Regions from separate parts of the Rattus norvegicus genome. Here region 2 is linked to region 1. The links are chromatin contacts, called in public Hi-C maps. All regions are on one chromosome and are shown on one strand. The core of a region is the stretch at or near the end of the contact, and the rest is flanking DNA. Distances in the headings are between cores, read along the strand shown.

Evidence for each region. A called contact is a pair of places that touch in the nucleus more often than the background predicts.
Region 2: a Hi-C map of Schwann cells shows a contact between it and region 1, with 3 times the contacts expected there. The contact joins the promoter of Clcn5 here to the enhancer-like site in region 1. A contact is called at or near these places in 2 of 12 Hi-C or Micro-C datasets (the Rat2 cell line and Schwann cells).

The regions. Positions count from the first base shown.
Region 1 is chrX:17,688,129-17,695,150 of GRCr8, reverse strand. No RefSeq gene overlaps it. Among named protein-coding and RNA genes, the nearest start is that of Fusl1, 78 kb to the left of the region's middle. Within about 2 kb of position 3,575, at least 13 of the 93 cell types and tissues checked have an H3K27ac peak or open chromatin away from gene starts, as enhancers often do. A contact at or near this core is called in Schwann cells, where this site is marked.
Region 2 is chrX:17,852,589-17,859,297 of GRCr8, reverse strand. Clcn5 (chloride voltage-gated channel 5) reads right to left here and starts at 2,038. Exons shown (of 14, transcript NM_001414393.1): 1 at 1,831-2,038.

The sequences.
Region 1 (7,022 bases), core at 2,326-4,825:
ACTTCACAGTTTCCACCTGGTTTAATGGGCTCTTTTTGGTTGCTGTTGCTTGCTTTGTATGTTGGTTTGTTTCTTCAGACAGAGATTCCTGGTGTGGCCCTGTCTATAGGGAAACTCTCTGGGTAAACCAAGCTGACTGAGAATTCAAAGACCCCACCCGCCTCTGCCTCCCAAATGCTGGATTAAAGGAATGCAACACTACCGCCCAGCAATTAGTTCTATTTTTTTTTTAATTTAGACTAATGCTACTACATTAGAAAAGTTTAAAATGTCTGCTACACAAATATTACTGTTACGATCATTTTCTTAATTACCATTTTATTATAGGTAACATGGTTTAACAAGCCAGTTAGTATATGTTGTGATGATTAATGGTGCAATCACTGGATGAATACTATCTTGATAAAAATCTTCACTCCATCTTTTATGTGACATTAGGCAAGCATTCAGATGCTCGTTCCTTAGCTCCTTTCTCTTCTCAATGAGGGTAATAATAGCTCAGAGCTAATGAACTGTCGGGAAGGATTAAATGATGTATCCCTGACAGGGCTCTTGGCTTCAGGTTTCAGAAACCTGGCCTGATTTGCCTGAAACCAGATAGATATAAAAGAGAAGAAAGAAATAGAAGAGAAAAAATAATTTGTACAAATCAAGAATGGAATAAGAATAAAAATGAAAGGAGAGAAAGAGAGGAAGCGAGACTAATGCAGAACTGTCAGGCATTATGTCTGGGCTCAGACTTCCCATAACTTCTGTACCCAAACTTCCCTCCTGACTTTTTGAGATCGTGTTCTTAGTGGAAACTTCTTCAAGCCTTTGCTAGTAGGCAGGTAGTGGGTAAAAGGGCAGGGCATTGCATTCTATGCTTGCTGGAAGTATAAATTTCATGAAAGAACTACATAAAATACTTTAATAACATAACATTTTCACCCAATGAAATCATGCATGGGGATTTTGTTTTACTGGACAGTGTTTACATTTACTTATTTATTGTATGTATGTGAGTACACTGTCACTGTCTTCAGACACACCAGAAGAGGGCATCAGATCCCATTACAGATGGTTGTGAGCCACCATGTGGTTGCTGGGATTTGAACTCAGGACCTCTGGAAGAGCAGCCAGTGCTCTTAACCACTGAGCCACCTCTCCAGTCCCACATGGGAGTTTTGTGAATGAGCTAACATAGATCCTAAAGGCTAAGGTTTCATTAGATAAATGCAACAAACCAGAAAACAAGGCCCTGGGTTGAACATGTGCAGATTTTGGTAGATGCAAGGATCCTAGAACAAACCTCTATGGATATCAAGTGGCATCTGTGAGTGTGTGCATGCATGGGTGCCTGCGTACATGCATGTGCTCATACATTAATGCGCATGAGGGTATCCTTGCCACCTGAAAGTATATATAACACTTAGGATCCCAATGACAATTTTAAAAACCGTTGTATACTTTATACAGAGTCACATGCTCACAAGTGAAGGAGGGGAGGGACTCTGTGAGGGGGGACTGGGACAGTATTTGGGATGTTAATTAATTAATTCAAAAGAAAGGAAGGAAGGAAGGGAGCAAGCAAGCAAGCAAGCAGGGGAAAAGATAAGCCTGAATTCTATGCCTATGCAAACATTTCTGTTCAGTCATAATTTAGGAAGTGGACAAGCGTGACAGACTACATAACACATTCATAGTCTGCTTCTTCCCACTTGTGAGCGTGCATCATTATAAGGCATTAAATGAGAACACACCCAGGGCGTGTGTTTCTCAGACTCCTGTGTGCTGGGGGACTTTGCTCATGTTCTTGTACAAGACAGCGGCCCTGCTGGTTAGCTCCATTGAGAAAGATGAGGCACACATTCGCTGTGATCTAAGTGTCAGTTGGCTCACTCTGGAACGTAAGTGCTGCCAGCTCTCTGAGGAGAGAAGGTTGAATCTACTGTCAAAACTCCCAAAATTGCACTCCCTCTTCTTGAAATCATCCGTCGGTGCTAAGATACCAAAGTGGCTTCCAGCCAATGAGAGACCACAGATTTTTTTTTTCCATGACATCAAGTTCCTTGCATCAAAACAGCTCTGCATAAGTTCCTAAGTAAATCAGGTTTGTAAAAAAACAAGCGAAAACCCACAGTTTTCGCTCACCTCTGGGGAGTAGCCATGACTATGGCAGGATTAAAAGCCCGGTCACCTCCTGGTTGATTTCAGCCTCAGGACCATCCAGACTATTACCATAGTCCCACTAAATACTTCAGCCCTTCCAGATGTTAGAGTTTTCAAATAATTGCATCCCAGTGACAAGGAGTGTCCCTTGCAGGGACAGAGGTTGGATTTCCCCTGATGTATACACAGGACACCTGCAGGTGGAGACACAGGGCTATCCGTGGGAACCAGGAGGCTTTCTACTTACTGTCTTCCCCTCAAAACAGTTGGACTTAGCATTACAATTTTTGCTTTCCACTTGCTTCTGTGAATTCTGGAAGGTAGGGGGACATAAACACACACACACACACACACACACACACGGGGTGGGGGGGAATATCGTTATTCTTGCCAGTGTAATATACAGCATTGACCCCAATTTCATCAAAAGCAATTTTAACGAACATTTTAAAGTTAAAAAAACAGGAAAAAGTTGTGAATTACTGCTTAGCACTGTGGTAACTAGTCATTTGTGTTCCCAGGGAAACACAGTTGCCACAGCTGCCATTGGGCTTAGAGCCAGAGCTTTCTGGGCAACCGTTATAAGGCTGTGTGTTTGTCCCACCTGCATGTGAAGAGGAGCACAATTTGTCCCCTTTGTAAAGCAGCCCAGTCAGAAACTCCATAGTGCCCAACCTGAGCAGAGCGTGCCACCATCTATGTATAGGTGCCAACTCTGCCTGGAATCAGGCAGGGAGAGCAGATGGCTCCTGGGGAGGGCCCCTGGCTCTCGGCACAGCAGATGGAAATGTACTGGCAAACATGCATGCTAGTTTCTCTGGCCATGCCAGTACATGAATAATCACCCTCCCTTCAGGCCATGTATTAGTTTCCTGTGGCTACCCTAACAATTCACCATAATGGTGGTGATTTAGTACAATGCATACTTATTCTTTCCTAGCTCTGGAAACCAGAGATCCTAAATAAGGCTGTTGCTAGACCCATGCTCCCTCTTAAGGCTTGAGGAACAAAAGCCCTAGCCTGCTTCTCCCACATTCTTGTGGCTCCACCTGTTCCTGGGCTTGGGGCTACACTGTTCTGACTCTCCACCGCCCTCTCTGATGGCGTTCTCTTCTGTCTTAAACATCTCTCTCCTTTCTCCCACAAGGGCACCACTCATTGAGTTTTAGGCTCACTGTAAATCTGGAGTAATCTCAACTTAATTACCTCTGCTTCCACGTAACATCACAGCCACAAGATCCCGAGACATCTTTGGGGGTGTCTCAGTGGTAATGACATCAGGCTGTGTATTCAGGATTTCATGTGGAATCACTACAAATGCATACATATCCCAAGATGACATTTTCTTCATGCCTCGCAGACTAAGGCTAAAGATAGAAAGCCCAGTGAAGGGGTTGGGGTGTCGGTCATTTGATACAATGCTTGCCTAGCATGCAGGAAGCCCTGGCTTTGCTCCCCAGCATGGTGCTGTGTCCATAATCCCAGTACTTGGAAGGTAGGAGGATCGTAATCCTTGGCTACATCAAGAGTTTGAGGCTACATGAGACTCTGAGCTATGTGAGACGAGATCTCAAAAAACCCAAAACCTCAATGAATAACTGTATCTGTGGGCTCTGATTTAGAAGCAGTGGAGAAAGTAAGTGGGCTGTGCAATCCAGGCATCCTGCTTGGCTGAGACGGCTACACTTACTGTCACCAGACCAGGCCTTCCCTGGGGTGTTAGATTTAATGAACATGAACCGGGTATGTGCTACTTAGGGGGTTGAGGCAGGAAAAAGGCACAAATACAGGAAATAATTTCAGACCAGCCCAGGCAAAACAGCAGGCTCCCTCCACCCACCAATCTGGAAAAAAATGTAAAGAGAAAAGAAATTTTGTTCCTTTATAAGCAGAAGAATGATTCACGGCCAAAACTGCTTTCCCTGAACAAGTCAAGCTTTTGATTTGTCAGTGTTAATACATGTGCTAACTCGGTGCGAGAAAAGTCACAGTTTGGTTTCCGGTTGTAAGAACAAAGCAAGGGGGTACTTGTTATTCATGTGCTTTAGATGATGTCATGGCACAAGGAGGAAGAAGAATGATGGTTTAATATTTGTTCTCTGGAAGGTCAGTTCTTGTGAGAAAAACAGCTCTACTTCAGAGCACCCAGGCCTTTCTTGACGTTTCCCTTTGGTTGACTTCTCTGCTCCCTTATGTCTGCAGGGAAGGAGAGAAGGTGATTGTCTGTACAATGTAGATGATGCTTTTAACAACTGAAAAGTTGGAACTGAAAAGTAGGAAGGGGGTAGGAGGAGGAAGAGAGAAGAGAAACAAAGTGCTTTTAATACCAAAAACATGTTTATGTTTCACCTTGATTTTATAAGTGTCTCAGAATGTATGTTTAAGAAAAGGAAGGAGGGCTGGAGAGATGGCTCAGGAGTTAAGACTATGTCTTCTGGAGGAACCAACTTCAGTCACCTACGTGACACAGCACACAGCTGCTTGTAACTACACCCCCAGGGGATCTACATCCTCTGGCCTCCTCAGGCAGTACATTCACGTATCCACATATGAATGCATACAGACAGACAGACAGATAGACAGACAGACAGACACACATCACTTAATTAGAAATAATAAATATAAACCTTAATAAAGAAAGGGAAGACTTGACTATTTACACTGTCATTTGGATGCTGTAATTGTTTGTTGACTCAGAGTATAGTAGGAGTCTAGCAGAGCTCTAACAGAGACAGCCATACTAATTTGCATAAAAGATCCTCGGTAGTCTTCGCCTATGTTGTATTTCCTGTTCCTGTATTGGAAGCTTTGGGGTTTTACAAATCACTGCGGTAGAAAAAGAATTCAAGCAATAAGGGGGTGGGTCGTTGAAGGAATCAGGGAGGAAGTTTTTTAATTATCTAGAATCAAATGAATATGAAAGTGCAACTTATCAGAACTTCTAGGATACAGCTAAGAGAGTCACAAGAGAAAAAATTATATTTATGAATGTTTACATTATAAAATCAGAACAGTCTCAAGGTCTTAGAAAATCAAAATGAGCAAAACCTAGGTTTTGCTCATTGTGGGTATGGCCATCCCTGACCTTGTGGTTCTGGGTGCTGAAAGAAAGCAGGGTGAGTAAGCCATGATGAGCAAGCCAGTAAGCAGCACTCCTTAGATTTTTAGATAGCTTTTAAGACATATTTTATCAATTTTCCAAGCAAATGGTCAGAAGAAGCAAGCTGGAGTAGCCATTCTAATATCAAATAAAATCAATTTTCAACTAAAAGTCATCAAAAAAGATAAGGAAGGACACTTCATATTCATCAAAGGAAAAATCCACCAAGATGAACTCTCAATCCTAAATATCTATGCCCCGAATACAAGGGCACCTACATATGTAAAAGAAACCTTACTAAAGCTCAAAACACACATTGCACCTCACACAATAATAGTGGGAGATTTCAACACCCCACTCTCATCAATGGACAGATCATGGAAACAGAAATTAAACAGAGATGTAGACAGACTAAGAGAAGTCATGAGCCAAATGGACTTAACGGATATTTATAGAACATTCTATCCTAAAGCAAAAGGATATACCTTCTTCTCAGCTCCTCATGGTACTTTCTCCAAAATTGACCATATAATTGGTCAAAAAACGGGCCTCAACAGGTACAGAAAGATAGAAATAATCCCATGCGTGCTATCGGACCACCACGGCCTAAAACTGGTCTTCAATAACAATAAGGGAAGAATGCCCACATATACGTGGAAATTGAACAATGCTCTACTCAATGATAACCTGGTCAAGGAACAAATAAAGAAAGAAATTAAAAACTTTTTAGAATTTAATGAAAATGAAGGTACAACATACCCAAACTTATGGGACACAATGAAAGCTGTGCTAAGAGGAAAACTCATAGCGCTGAGTGCCTGCAGAAAGAAACAGGAAAGAGCATATGTCAGCAGCTTGACAGCACACCTAAAAGCTCTAGAACAAAAAGAAGCAAATACACCCAGGAGGAGTAGAAGGCAGGAAATAATCAAACTCAGAGCTGAAATCAACCAAGTAGAAACAAAAAGGACCATAGAAAGAATCAACAGAACCAAAAGTTGGTTCTTTGAGAAAATCAACAAGATAGATAAACCCTTAGCCAGACTAACGAGAGGACACAGAGAGTGCGTCCAAATTAACAAAATCAGAAATGAAAAGGGAGACATAACTACAGATTCAGAGGAAATTCAAAAAATCATCAGATCTTACTATAAAAACCTATATTCAACAAAATTTGAAAATCTTCAGGAAATGGACAATTTCCTAGACAGATACCAGGTATCGAAGTTAAATCAGGAACAGATAAACCAGTTAAACAACCCCATAACTCCTAAGGAAATAGAAGCAGTCATTAAAGGTCTCCCAACCAAAAAGAGCCCAGGTCCAGACGGGTTTAGTGCAGAATTCTATCAAACCTTCATAGAAGACCTTATACCAATATTATCCAAACTATTCCACAAAATTGAAACAGATGGAGCCCTACCGAATTCCTTCTATGAAGCCACAATTACTCTTATACCTAAACCACACAAAGACCCAACAAAGAAAGAGAACTTCAGACCAATTTCCCTTATGAATATCGACGCAAAAATACTCAATAAAATTCTGGCAAACCGAATTCAAGAGCACATCAAAACAATCATCCACCATGATCAAGTAGGCTTCATCCCAGGCATGCAGAGATGGTTTAATATAAGGAAAACCATCAACGTGATCCATCATATAAACAAACTGAAAGAACAGAACCACATGATCATTTCATTAGATGCTGAGAAAGCATTTGACAAAATTCAACACCCCTTCATGATAAAAGTCCTGGAAAGAATAGGTA
Region 2 (6,709 bases), core at 789-3,288, 170 kb before region 1:
ACATCAGTAGAAAAGAGAACAGACTCTGTGAATAAAGTGTTAAAATAAATCTTACATATAAAAAAGGGAGTGTAATAAAAAGTAAGAACTGATGACACCCATGGGGAGGTGGGTCTTCCTTTCCCCTTTATTTTGTATTTTCCTCGCTTTGCAAAATTCCTATAGTGAACATATTATATTGTTTGTATAGTGAGGGAATGAGTCAAGGACAAAGAAGAACATACAACTAGAATATTAATATTAATACAATCAAAGTAACTTAGCTAACTCCCGGTAATACATTTTCAAATTCAAAGCTGTTGAGAAAGCATCTCCGTTAAAAAGAGCTTGGTGTCCCAGCCTAAGTTCAGTCCCTGGACTCCAAGTAGAAATGGAAAGAAAGAACTGACTATGGAAAACTGCGCCCCCACCCACAAGCACATGCATACACGCGAAACCATACTGATAAAATTTGAATCTTTAAATTCAATCTTAATGCTGTTTCCAGTTATATGAAAGGAGTTAGAAAGCAAAGGAAAAAACTAACAGGTGTGACTACTGGCCTTAGTTTGGTGTGTAAGTTTCATACATTAAGCACTTTGTCCATTTAAACAAGTTTTTAAATACTTTATAGCATAAAAGCTAATTTGCATTTTTTCTAGAAAGGCCCTCACCTTTTTGGCCTGAGGCGAATTTCTATTTCTATTGATTTTTACAGAACCAACGTGTGCAACTGTGAAGTGGAAAAGCTAAAGCCCTAACGCTCAAGGCTAATACTAGTTTGAGAAGAGTGTTGGCCCTCTTTAGTGACCTCTTTTTCTTTAAAGAACAAAAAGGTTCATGTGTGCACCAGTCCTCAAAACTCCAACAAAGATCTGGCTTTGGATGGGGAAAGGCTCCTGAAATCCAAGAAAAAGAGTGCTTAAAAAACTTAAACTCTGAGGATGAATTCCCCCAGGAAAAAGTGAGTTATCTGAAACATGGCACAGTTTAAGTTTGCCCCCCACCCCATTTTGCTTACTGTTACAGAAGTACTGATCAGTGCAGTGCGTCGTGGAACAAGGGGAAATTTAACAGCTCTGAAATTAAACCCGGGAAATTACTAATAGATTTATGAAGTATGTGTAAAGCAGAATCTCCCTGGCTTTTAATGCTTCACCTTCTGGCTTTCCCCTCATTTACTCGGTGCAACTTCCACTGACGTTATCACACCGACACACGTCCAACTTCAGGCAACTGTTTCGTTCTGAAACGTTCCTAAAGGTAAAAAGCGCGTCAAAGTTAAGCTAAAGCTTTCTTTCCATTACTAGTAAAGGCGCTGGAACGCGGGGCTCCAATGTCTGGAAGCAGCAGCTAAGCGCATTGGGCGGCAAAGGGGGAAAACGCAGACCAACTTCTTCGCCCAGGCCCTCTGGACTGCACCTCACTAAGAACCCCTCGAAACCTGTGGCAGGTCCAAAGCAGGAGCGAGCAGAACCTGGCCTCTGCTGCGCTTTCCCAGCGAACGCCGCCCCAGCCCTGTCTTCTGGAGAAGCGACGCGGGCAGCCAAGCTCCCAGCTTTCAAAGCTGGGCGGGCTTGGCGCCGCTTGGCAAGGAAACTTCGATCGGCAGCCTGGGGACCCTGATCCCAGAACTGGGCTGGGCTGCCGAGGAGATGCCGCCCCGCTCTGGCAGGAACCAGCCTGTCCACCTCCTTCGGTGGCGGCCGGGCAGGGAACGCCAGCTCCGGGGACCGCGGTGGCAGACGAGCGCTCTTCCCTGCTCGTTGTACCAGGGGGGCTCCTCGGGTGGGCCGGCGGCCGGCGACCTGGGAAGGACGTGTTGGGGAAGGAAAGCCCGTTTGCCTTTACCTGTCACCGGGGTCCAGCGCCGCGGAGCCCGTGTCCACCGGCGGTGGGCAGCGCGCTCAGTCGGCTCTGGCGTTCCACACGGCGAGTAGAGCTAGCGCCCCACGTAGCCGGCGGAGCTTCATTCACACAGCCCAGCCGGGAGGAGGGGGAGCGGAGCGGGAGCGAGGCTCATGTGACAGGCGCCTTGGAGTATTAGCTCTGCCAAGACGGAGTCTGCGCATGCGCGCCACGGAGGGCCCTCTCCAGGCACCTCGGCCCAGCCCGGGGGGAAAACGCGGCCAAGAAGCTGCTGCTGGGAGGAGCTTCGGCATGCGCAACCGCAATAGGGTAGCCAGGCTTGCAGCCATATTTAATGAGGACTGGGCGGATCCAACCCAAGTGCGGGGCGTGTCAGTTGCATTTGGAGAAAAGCACAGCTCCATTCGGTTCCATTGTTTGCAGATTGCCTACCTTGGTTTTGCTTTTGTCTTTAGAACAAACTGTTTATCCTGAGCATCTTGACCACAGCGTAATAGTAGAAATATAATACTAATGACATCAGACCACATATTTAGCCTCCTAGATACCAGGCATTGTTCTGGCTTACTATACCTTCTTTATTCGTTGCATTTAATGATCACAAGAACTCACGAAGAATGTATCGTTGTTTATTTTCCCTCGTAAAAATACAGAGGCACAGAAAGGTCGCATAGCTTTTCCGATCTCACACTGTAGTAGCAATAGAAAGAGTGATCAAATATGGTGATGCTTGCAGGGGCCAATTTAATCTCATACAGGGAAATCTATATTGCAGTTATTTATCGATATTATCGCCAATTTAATCATTACCAAGCGAAAACTCAAGCTGACACATACTCCTAATCCTAATCCTCCAATTTAGGGGTTGGAGGTAGGAGAATCAGTCCGAGGTCACCCTAGGCTATACAGCAAGTTTCAAGGCAGGGCACTGTCTCAAAAACGGACAAACAAAACACAAAATGAAGTTCAGATTCCAACTGAAGTCTCTCCGTCTCCAAAGCCATTTCAAACAATTAGAAGAAATATCCTATCCTTGTAAAGAATGAGCAGGCTACACAAAGAGTGCAGCGAATTAATTTGTTGGAAGAACTAAGATTGGAATCCGCATCATCAACAAGTACTCAAATTCAGAATCTGCTAGAGTAAACAGTATTTTTTTCTCAACTTTCTTGCAACAGGGCCTCACTATCCCTGGATGCCTGAAACACACTATGTAGACTAAGCTGGCCTTGAGATCACAGGTATTCAGTTGCTCTGCCTCCCAAGAGCTGAGATTGTAGTCCTGTGCCACACCCCTAGGCTTTTTTTTTTCTTCGAGAAGTTCATACGTGCATACAATAAACTATAATCCTATATGCTTCCATTTGCCCCCTCCAGTTCTCCTCAAGAAACCCAAATTCCCCCAACACCTCCCCTCCTAATTTAAAATTCCTTGTTTTATTAACCCAATAAATCCAGTTAGTGTTGCCCATATTTGCTAGCATGTAGGACCCTTCAACAGAAAAGAAAAAACCTATCAGAGGCCACACCCTCAAAGAAAAGTGATTCTTTCTCCCCAGAAAGCTATCAACTACCAATGGCATCTCAGTAAGAAACAGAGCCTGGGTATCATCTCTCCCATCTCTGTGGGAATGTTGGTGGCTTGGTCTTATTCTTGAGTTCAAAGACCTTGTGTACAAAAGACAGTATTTTACAGCCCTCCTCTGAATGCTCCAGCTCCTGCATTCTTTCAATCTCCTCGTGTAAGATGGCCCTTGGGCCTAATTAGGACTAAGGTTGAGAATTCTGTCATTTAGACTCAGGGCTGAGCACTCAGCCTCTTCTCAGAACTTTGACCGGTTATGAGTCTTTGCTGCCCATGGCAAAAAGAAGCTCCCCTGACCAAAGTTGAGAACAGCCCAGATCTGTAGCTATAAACACTAGCATTGGAAGTCAATCATTGAGCTAAATTAAAATGCCAGGTTCTACCCAAGGACCTATGGGCTCCCCAGACATGGAGTTACAGTATCAGGTATAAAATTCCCTCCTGTGGTGCAGGTTTCACATTGGATCAGAAACTGGGCAGATCAGCATTGTTAACATGCAGGGACCAAAGTTGGGTAAGGCCATGTATGCGCAATGAATTTTGAATGGCTACTTTGGACAAACTAAAGGTTTGAAATACAAAGCCTGTATCTTGGGCCAACCCATGTAAAGCTTCCAGATATAAATCTATAATCAAACACAATCAAGATTTTGGCTTGTTTTAATACAAAACCTAACAGGGAAACAAACATGGTCATGTCATGAAGACAAAAGGTAGGGTCGTGGGAGAAGACTAAACTTCAGATGATTTTTTTTAAAGCCATACTTCGATAAGCTCAAACCAAGGCAGAGTTATCACAGGATCTCCCCTGGAAGGATCTGAACTGTGAAAAGAATCCAGAGTTCTGCATCCTTGGGAACCCTGGAGTAGATATGAAATGTTGAATCCAGATAGGCTTTATCTGGATCTATACCTGAGCCCCAAATCAAAGCTTCTTCTATGAGCCAGCTGCACATATGCTCTCCACACAAATGGGGTGATTTATTGATGGCAATACTAATGGATGATTACACGTGGCAGACAGCAAAGATTCTGCTAGCTTGTGATTGGAGAGAACGAAGGGAATTTTTAAACCACCATGGTTATTCACACTACAGCAGATCAAAGCACAGAGGTTGGGAGTAGTATGAATAGAAGAGGGGAATGAGACTAAATTGGAAGGACTGTGAATGCTGGACAAACATTTGTACTTAATTCAGAGACAAATGGAGGAAAATTTGAGGATGTTTGCTTTGACGTGTGTGTGTGTGTGTGTGTGTGTGTGTGTGTGTGTGTGTGTTGTACACACGGACAGGCTTCCCTTAATTATGCACTTTACCAATATGCCCAATAGTTAAAACGTTTGAACAAGGCAATCCTTTTGTTAGAACTCTTCCTTAAGCACAGAAATCAGGGGCGATTTTGTTTGAGAAGTTTCTCTTTTCTGTCTTTTCTTTCTTTTCCCACAACACTGCAGGATAGAAAAACAAGAGTTCACTTGTGGACTGATCAGAAGGGCCCCCACCGAGACCCCCCCTGAACTATAATAAAAGTAAGGATAAAAAGCGTCTTCTCTGATAAAGGAGTATGAAAAAGGGCAGGGTGATCGTAAGCAAATTTATTCCTCGAAGACATGAGTCTTTGCTTGAAATGTAGGATTATTTGAGAGGCCTGGAGTCGCAAAGATTATGATGGGGTTGCAATACATGAAAATGGCCACTGGGTGTCGCCACTGACCGCCAACAGCTTGGAGGGCTCCAACATTTAAACACACCCAATCCAATGCCTACACACACACAGACGCACACCACACACACACACACACACACACACACACACACACACACACACACTTCATCTTTTGTGAGTTAAAAAAAGAAAAATGTCGTGACAGCCGGAGGCATAGAGACATATTAGCTGTTTTTCCTTTTTTCTTTCTTTTTTTTCTTTCTTTTTCTTTTTTTTCTTTTTGAGTTACCAGGTTTTTCACTCTTCAGGTTTCTGAGTAGTAAAATGATATCTCATGCTTAAATGTATTAATAATGTGGACCGTTTATAATAAATTAAGCACTTAATAAATGTTACCTATTATTAATGAAGATGACAATGATAATGGTGATGGGGGTGGGAGGGTAGGGGTTGGGGTGGGGGGGTAATAAGGAGTAGGAGGAAGAGGAAGGCTCCTTGATTAAGGTCCCTAGATTTAAGAGGAAATATTTGTGGGGAGATATAAATGTCTATTTTTTTTCTAAACAAAGAAATTCAATTGTGGTGCTAATAAAGCAGTTAATGGTTTCTTTAAAAGCTATAGATTGTGGGCTGGATGTGGTTACTCATTCCTGTAACCCCACTCCTTTGCATACAAAAGCAGGATGATCCTGAGTTCCAGGCCCGTTTGGATTATATAATGAACTACCACTTTTATTCTGCTTAAATGGACACAGTACCTAACTGCCTTCCAAAGCATCTGTCTGCCCATAAAATTAGCACCACTCTCAAACATCTTCAGAAAAGTTTCTTTGTGAGGGGACAGTGTTTTGTGCAGAAAGAACTGGTCAAAGTGCAGAAAACAAATATCAGGGAGAGAAGGCTCAGACAGAAAGAGGATGTCTATAGAACATACATGTGCACACACATGTGCACACATACACATCCTTGATGCCCATCAAGGCTCAGAGAAAGGGAGGCAGAAAAAGCCTGGGGAAGACCAGAGTAAAACAGTATCTTCTGAACACGACACGGTCCCCACACTCAGCCAATCACAACCGTTGTGACGGCCTACATAAGACCCACACAAAATCAAGCCGTGCGACATTTCAATATGGGATAGGAAGGGGTTCCTGAGTGTGTGCTCACCCCTGACCAAGGCACCATGACAAACTGAAGGAGGGAGAGTCTGTTTTCTTTAAGAGTATATGGCTCTCTGCCCCACATGTGGCCCATACATATACAGCCACCCAATTAGACAAGATGGATGAAGCAAAGAAGTGCAGGCTGACAGGAACCGGATGTATATCGCTCCTGAGAGACACAGCCAGAATACAGCAAATACAGAGGCGAATGCCAGCAGCAAACCCCTGAACTGAGAACGGGACCCCCGTTGAAGGAATCAGAGAAAGGACTGAAAGAGCTGAAGGGGCTCGAGACCCCTTATGAACAACAATGCCAAGCAACCAGAGCTTCCAGGGACTAAGCCACTACCCAAAGACTATACATGGACTGACCGTGGACTCTGACCTCATAGGTAGCAATGAATATCCTAGTAAGGGCACCAGTGGAAGGGGAAGCCCTTGGTCC